Linked DNA regions of Rattus norvegicus: region 2 is linked to region 1. Evidence: chromatin contacts called from public Hi-C data. All regions are on one chromosome and are shown on one strand. Each heading gives the region's core, a stretch centred on a gene start, on an enhancer-like site or on the middle of the called end of the contact. The rest is flanking DNA. Distances are from core to core; before and after follow the strand shown. Region 1 holds the start of Cbx1 (chromobox 1). Region 2 overlaps Copz2 (COPI coat complex subunit zeta 2).

Region 1 (3,718 bases), core at 838-3,337:
AGAGGCAGCTGGATCTCTGGAGTTCAAGGCCAGCCTGGTCTCCAGATTGAGTTTCAAGACAGCCAGAAAGCTGTCAAGACAGAGAAAGCCTGTCTGTAGGGAAAGGGGCTGCTTTACCTGGGCTGGAGAAGCTGAGGGTAGGTTCCTAGCTTCACAGGGTTTGCTTGTTACATACAAGGGTCCAGATTCAAGAATAAGAAGGTGAAAAAAAAAGAAACCAGGATTCCTGGCAGTGGAATAGGACCTCAATAATAATGTCTTGAGCTTGAAGAATAGCTCAGTAGTAAAGAGTTGTGTGCCTGAGTGTATGTGTGCGTAGCTGAGATCTGAAGGAGTTGGGTTCTCTGGAACTGGAGTTACAGGAGGTTGTGAACCACATGGGTGCTGGAAACAGAACTTTGATCTGAGCAGCAAGAGCCTTAACTTTTAAACCACCTCTCCAGGACTATAAAGTGCCCTTATCATATACAAGGCACTGGATTTGATGCCCAACACCAATACAAGATAGAACAAAACTAAGTTTTTTTTAAAGATTTATTTATTTATTATATATGAGTACATTATAGCTGTCTTCAGACACACACCGGAAGAGGGCATCAGATCCCATTACGGATGGTTGTGAGTAACCATGTGGTTGCTGGGAATTGAACTCAGGACCTCTGGAAGAGCAGTCAGTGCTCTTAACCACTGAGCCATCTCTCCAGCCCCTAGTATTGTCACTATTAAAGTTATCCAGAATGCATGGGTTGCCGCCTGGTTTTGGAGGCTTGACCCAAGTATTTTCAGGAAGAATCAGACTCTTTTGACTGATTTTTGTATGATATTGTGAAGCTAATCTCTCTTTTTCTTTTGTCTTAAGTTTTTTGAACAGGAAAGTTGTCCTTGTTTTGGTTTTTTGAGACATGCTCTCATTCTATAACCTAGGCTGGCCTGGTACTCCTTACATAGCCTAAGCCTCTCTTAAACTCACAACAATCCTCCTGCCTTAATCCTGAGTACTAGTACAAGAGGTCTTGGAAAATTTGATCAGTTCTATTATCTGTTGGACATCTCATATATTCACTTAAACCGACTATCAATGAATTTTTACCAATAAATACTGAGAGTCAAAGCATGACCGTATGCATGCTAGCAATAAGCACAGGACTTTACTGAGTGTGGCGGATACAATGAGTCTTCTGTCCTTACTGGAGTTCCCAGCCCAACAATTAGCAGCAGCAACCTACCTGAATCACAACTAGTGCACTTGTTAAAGAATGACAGTCGTGCCTTTTGCTTAGTTCTGTTTCTCTAGTTTGATAAAGTTTGTTCATGGAGATGAAGAAATCACCATGAAAGTCGCCCACTGGCAAGGACAACAAAGGGAAAGTTTTGCATGTGGTGGCACATGTCTGTAATCTCCGCATTTGGGAAGTGGAAGCAGGAAGATCAGGCGTTTAAGTGCTTCCTTGAGACCCTGTCCACTCAACAAAAACAACTAAAGTGAAACAAGAAAAAAGGAGGGGGAGAGAAAAAAAGAAAATTAAGAAAGTGGCGATGGTGTCTACCTAGAGGTTTAACTTTCTGAACGGAATACTGATTCAAACTGTGAGGTAGGAACCTCTTCTAGGTGGCAATAATAGATAAGCTTGCTGGACATTATTGAAGGTGGAGATTTGATAAATCTCAGGTAACGAATATGATAAGATTTTTCTTTTAAGTGCAGAGTGACCAAACATCAACGTGTTAGTTTCCAAACCCCCGTGTCCTAATTTTGTAGACTGAGCAAGGAGTACTAGCATGCCCCTGAAATCCAGCACTCTGAGGTTTGAAGCAATTGAAAGGCCACAACTTCCGAAGCCAGCTGGGCTACGTACCCTGTTATTAAACAAACAAACCCCACCATTACCCAGTAATTTTCTAGGCTGTAGAGTTATGTGTTCAAAACAGTCGACTTCGCCTTTCCAGAAAGTTAAAAAAAAGAAACTACAAAGAAAACTCTACAACTCCTGAAAGTGGAGGTGGGCGGCGCGGGATTCGCGGCACTCTGGGATTTGTAGTTTCGGGCCGACTCTGAATCCCAAGTTGCCCTGCGGCGGGTCGTCGCGTCTGCGCAGTGCAGGCGGCGGGCCGCGCAGAGTGAGAATCTCTTTTGTTCGGCTGAGGGGAGGGCCGTTGGCCGGGCCTGCGGTACGCCGCTTCATCTGGACGACCGACTTGAGGCCACACGGCTGTTTGCTCCTCTGGGTGCTACTCCCTGGGACCGCCTGACGCAACGCGCAAGAAGCGCGACACCGATTCCTCTCGGACTGTCGGGCGCTGCTACGAGGTGAAGAGGCGGGCTGGAAGCGGGAGGGGGAGCGACGGCGGGAGGCCGCGGGCGAGCGCGGGCCGCTAACGGAAGAGTGGAGACAGGAGCTGGGGACGCGGCCCAGCGCCCGACCGGTCGGTTTCCCGCGCAGAGCTCGCGGTCTGCGGGAGCGTGGAGAGGGCGGGGCAGTGAATCCAGAGTCCGGGCGCGGAGTGGTTCCTGAGGAGCGGAGCCATCGGAGGGTTAGCTTTTCAAGAACTAGACGAGGAGCGTTTGACCCGGCTCAGCAACTCTGGAGTTGGGCGGGAGAAGGAAGAAAACTTTGGGACGTCCATAAGGAGACAGGCTTGGTACTTTGGGTGTGCGTGGCAAGGATCACGACTTCGTACACTAAAGGTTTAGAAGTGTAACCTGAGAGAGTGGACACGGTGGCAATCGCGGGCAATCCCCTTAGCACTTGGAGGAAAGAAAAAGAAACCTGAGGATATTGGGTTCAATTGCCACTATCAGAGAAATTTCTCTTGCCAGAGTTATGAAAAAGTAATTTCCAGTAAAATTGGACGTGGGCTGCTCCGGGTGTGCTAACGGGGAAGAGATTTGTTGAACCTGTCTTGGGGTGAAGGGTCAGACATTTTCTTGACCTTGTCTAAAAGTGGAGTTGCTGGGGTAAGTAGGGTAGAAGTCTAACGTGTCCATGTCAAATGTGGAAGAAAAAAGGGGTACTTGGGGGTGTGTAGCTTAGTTGGTAGAATGTTTGCCTACCCTGCCGCAAACCCCTGGATTCAATCCCCAGTATCCCATAAATTAGGCTGGGTGTGATGGCCTGTACCTGTAATCTTAGCACTTGGGAGCTGGAAACCGGTGGATCGGAAATTTAAGGCCTTCCTTGGCTACCAGAGGAGTCAAGGGTGAAAAGGCCACTTTCTGCCTTTAATAGGTCTTTATTGTGAGTAGGGAGGCTGTATGAGGCAAGACTCATCAGATAAAAAAGGTTCTTGCTGTGTAAGCCTCAATTTAACTCTTAGGATCCAGGTAAAGGTGGAAAGAAAGAGTTGACTTCACAAAATTGTCCTCTGATTGACAAGTGGGGTATGGCAGGGACCAAAGAAAGCAGGTCCTGCATGCCCACAGGCATCGAAAATAGTTTTATACTGAAACACAGTATATGAAATATGGAACTCGGGGCTGGGGATTTAGCTCAGTGGTAGAGCGCTTACCTAGGAAGCGCAAGGCCCTGGGTTCGGTCCCCAGCTCCGAAAAAAAAAGAACCAAAAAAAAAAAAAAAAAAAAGAAAGAAAGAAATATGGAACTCATTTCGGTATTTGGTACTGAGGACCTTGCACACATGCAAGTTGTCTACCACTGAGTTATGTTTCAGTGCCATAAAAAGTCTTAAAAATTATATACTAGTTATATATATTATATACT
Region 2 (3,718 bases), core at 341-2,840, 76 kb after region 1:
ACAGCTACAGTGTACTTATATATAATAAATGAATAAATCTTTAAAAAAAAAAAAGAGCCTAAAAGTTAAGTTATACATACTCAGGAAACAATTCCTATTTTTCTAAATAAGCAGAGAATAAAGACAACTAGGGTCTTGTTTGTAGACCAGGCTGGCCTCGGAGTCATTATCCTCCTGCCTCATACTCCCAGGAGATTTATAGGCAACAAGTCTGAGTGTTAGTGGAGATCTTAAATAAGCACGAAGGTTATAGTAGGAACACAAAATGGAATGCGGAGAAAGGACTTCCCTAGGAGAGATTCAGGAACTTCGCTGTTCCCAGCAAGAAGGGAGATACACAGTGTGGGGTGTACAATTTGGGGGAGGCTTAATGCACAGAGAGGCAGTCTGAGTGTCCCGTGGTCCCTGATGTGTTCGCATCTTGTGTGCACAGTGGCACAGGTATGGGCACACGCTGGGCTGAGAAGGTTTTTCTTGGCAGTAGGGGCAGATACACCTGACAGCTTTGCCACATCAGCAAATGGGATGGGGTGCTGAAAACACACCCGATCAAAGCCACGGGTTTGTTAAGGTGTCAAGTATCTGAGCACAGGCGTGGTTGAGCCTGCCTGGATCGAGTCTCTGCTTGCTTGATGGCGCGGTGAGGAGGCACTACTGTGGCCTGATATGGCTTGGGGGACGCAGGGGCCACCGCCTCACCCATAGTTGGGAGGTAGCCAGCTAGGGTTTGGAAGAAGCCCTCTAGACCGGCCCTATCCTCCAAAGCCTCGGCTCATTTAAACTGAGAAGAGGCAAGCTGCTGCCACCTAGTGGCCGGGGCTCGGGAGGCGCCCTGGTCGACCTCCAATAAAGCATCACTGATATTTTTCAAATATTTCTCACATCTCTCACCTCAGGTTCTTCAGTCAGCCAAGGAACAAATTAAGTGGTCGTTATTGAAATGAAGACCTTGGAGTCAAGGCTCCTTTCCCAGAGAACCTTTGCCGGTCCCTGCGTAAGCCCCAAAATGTCAAGAGGCAAGAGAGACCACCCTGCCTTCTCCGGCCTCTCTCCCTGAGGCCTCGTGCCAGGGATTCTGAGACCCAAAAGCTTGGCCCCAGTTCTGTCATCCTTGCTCAGCGTCCCGGCCTGCCCCTGGGGTCATGGGAACCAGCAAAATTGCCTCCCCTTGGACCTCTGACATCTCAGTCCTAGGACTTAATAAACTTCCAATTTTTCCCCAAAGACTGCCTTTCTTGACTTTGGAGTGAGTGTGTAAGCGTGTGTGTGTGTGTGTGTGTGTATGTGTGTGTGTGTGTGTGTGTGTGTGTGTGTGTGTGTGTGTGTGTTACCTGTGAATGGCGTTGGAATAGGTCAAGGGAAAGGGATGTATTTAACACAAGGAGGGGTGCAACACTGATAGCCTGGTGTTTCCATGCTTGGTTGAACGGTTAAAGACGATGGTGAGGCATGGTAACAATGACAGGAATAATAATATTCTTCCAGGAAAAAGGGAAGCGAAGATGGCTTCCCCGTTTTGTGTGTACAGTACCCACAGGGAGGCTCCACTAGGATTCCTTGAGTCATTTTTTCCATTTCTAGCCTCCAGAAAGGAAGGGAGTCAGGCTAACTTTGACAAACCGAGGAACTGTTTAGCTATTTTCCTTGGCGTGCCTGGGACCGCGGAATTCTTATTTTGGCTCAGGTCCTGGGCAGTAGAGCCCTATAATTTGCTGGCTATCTGGGGGCGAGGAGGCACCGAATGGTGCCCACTGTGAGTGTGGGCAGAGCATCCGCGTATCTACGAAGCTGCGAAGGATGGGGGTCGGGGGAGGGATGGACAGGGGTAGCCAGAGAGGCGACCATCGGAGGAGATTCATGGCGACAAACCTCAAGGATGGAGATGAATAAACTTTCTGAGCATCCCGATCCCCGCTTCCTATCCTAGTCCCAGTCTCTGAACTTTCCCCCGGTTTTTCTGTGACCCGTACGCTTTCGGCGTCTCCACGCCGCGGATTCTTTTACAGCAGCGTGGGGTGTCATCCTCTTGGATACCTTGAAGTTTTCAGCAGCTGGCTCCCACGCCCCGCCCCGCCCCGCCCCGCCCCGCCCCGCCCCCCGCCCCCCACAGGAACGTCGGGAAGCAGGAAGCTCCGCCCCCGCACCGCATCCGTGGTCCTACAGCGCCACCTGGAGGATGCTACGGGCACGCCTCCGGGTCCTAGGCCTTAATTAACTCCGCCCCTGAGATGGAACGGACCCTCTTCCGGGTGTTTCTCCCTGATCTCTGACACCAGCGCCTGTACGTTGCCTTAGCAACCATCACGCGTGACTTCCCGTGACTTCTCTCTCAACTCAGAGCTTTTTGGTAGCCGCTGTAATAAAATAGTGGTGAGCCTTGGATCTTAATAAAAGCCTATCTCCGTCGTTGCCATTTCCAGGCCGTGAGCGTGGGAGACCAGCCTAGGTTGCGTGAGACACTACCTAAAAACAAAACAAAACAGACCAGATATTTATACCGAATTTGACTACGTCTGTAATTAGAGAACTTGGCGAAGATACGGGGATGCAAATCTACTCATTGTAAACGCTTACTATAGTGTCTTTCCAGAGTCGCTGTGCACACAGCCCCCAGTTGCAAAAAGAAAACCCTGGGAGAGAGGAAAGAGGGCACAATAAAATTGTGGAATTAGGGGGCCTGTGTGGTGATGGGAAGTTCTTTGGAAATACTGCTCAAATATTCGGCCACCCTTAGAGCTTGGCTCCATCCATGTTCCCTAGGATGGCGCCAAGGCCTGGAGGAGTAAACTGCTTCCTGGCAACCCCTCCTGACTTGGCTTGGTCCTGCAATTTCAGTTGTGCGAGGATAGGAATGGGAAGCACCAGGCAGAAGCTAGGAGCTTCACGAAGAGCTGACTCACTCAACTCTTCGAACTATAGGTTGCTGTCTGCTTTTTATTAAGGAGTACACTGAGGCCCTAAAAGTCTCAAGTTATGTGTGGCAGCTTCTGCTCTGTAGACAGTAACCTCCTCATTATCCTACAATATCTGAATTTCTTACTCACACTTGGTCCCAGAGGGTGTGGAACATACAAGCCTATAATCTGGTCTCTCGAGAGGTAGAAGCTGGAGAATCAGAAATGTAAGGTCATTTTCTACACTTGATCTTAGCCAAAAGGCCGAGAAGCGATGTAAGGTCATTTTCTAACTATACTGTGTTTGAGATCAGGCTGGGCTACAGATGAGTAAGAATGACAAGAAAGTGTCCCTTAGCTTGCTATGGCTAAAGGCTACCCTGATCCCATAGGAAGGGGGTTAGCAAAGCAGCGGTTGGAGGAAGGGGAGATGACGGATAGCGCAGAGAGGACCCCAAGTCTGCAGCTCCAGTCTTCTGGCTACCGTGTCTCCCGCCCACCTCTCGCTTGCTGCATACAGCTGGAGCCGCCTAGACAGCAGGCCTGGCTGACCTGGCAGGCCCGGCACCTTGGCCGCTGCACCAGCTTCCCCAGATGATAGCCTCATCAGCCCGACTACTGGACAAAGCCTGAGGGATTTCGGGAAGGGCGTCCGCGGTTCCGAGCCAGGGCTTGCCTTACTCCTAGCATCCTTCCTTGTCTTGCCCCTCGGTGCCGTAAGGGAAGACCCAGCAGCTTCTGAGCATGTTCGGGAAAGGAGCTTTAGGGCCACCCTTTTTCCTGCAACTGAATTAGCACTGGGTCAGAAATTGTGACCTCAGGAA

Evidence for each region. Hi-C and Micro-C count contacts between places; a contact is called where the count stands out from the background.
Region 2: a contact with region 1 is called in a Hi-C map of the A7r5 cell line, with 6 times the contacts expected there. The contact joins the enhancer-like site here to the promoter of Cbx1 in region 1. A contact is called at or near these places in 6 of 12 Hi-C or Micro-C datasets (the A7r5 cell line, the Rat2 cell line, frontal cortex and 2 more).

The regions. Positions count from the first base shown.
Region 1 is chr10:82,264,675-82,268,392 of GRCr8, forward strand. It overlaps Cbx1 (chromobox 1), which reads left to right and starts at 2,088. Exons shown (of 5, transcript NM_001398806.1): 1 at 2,088-2,308.
Region 2 is chr10:82,340,736-82,344,453 of GRCr8, forward strand. It overlaps Copz2 (COPI coat complex subunit zeta 2), which reads left to right. Exons shown (of 9, transcript NM_001108294.1): 9 at 897-1,224. The coding sequence ends at 944. Among named protein-coding and RNA genes, the nearest start is that of Mir152, 13 kb to the left of the region's middle. Within about 2 kb of position 1,591, at least 44 of the 93 cell types and tissues checked have an H3K27ac peak or open chromatin away from gene starts, as enhancers often do. A contact at or near this core is called in the A7r5 cell line, where this site is marked.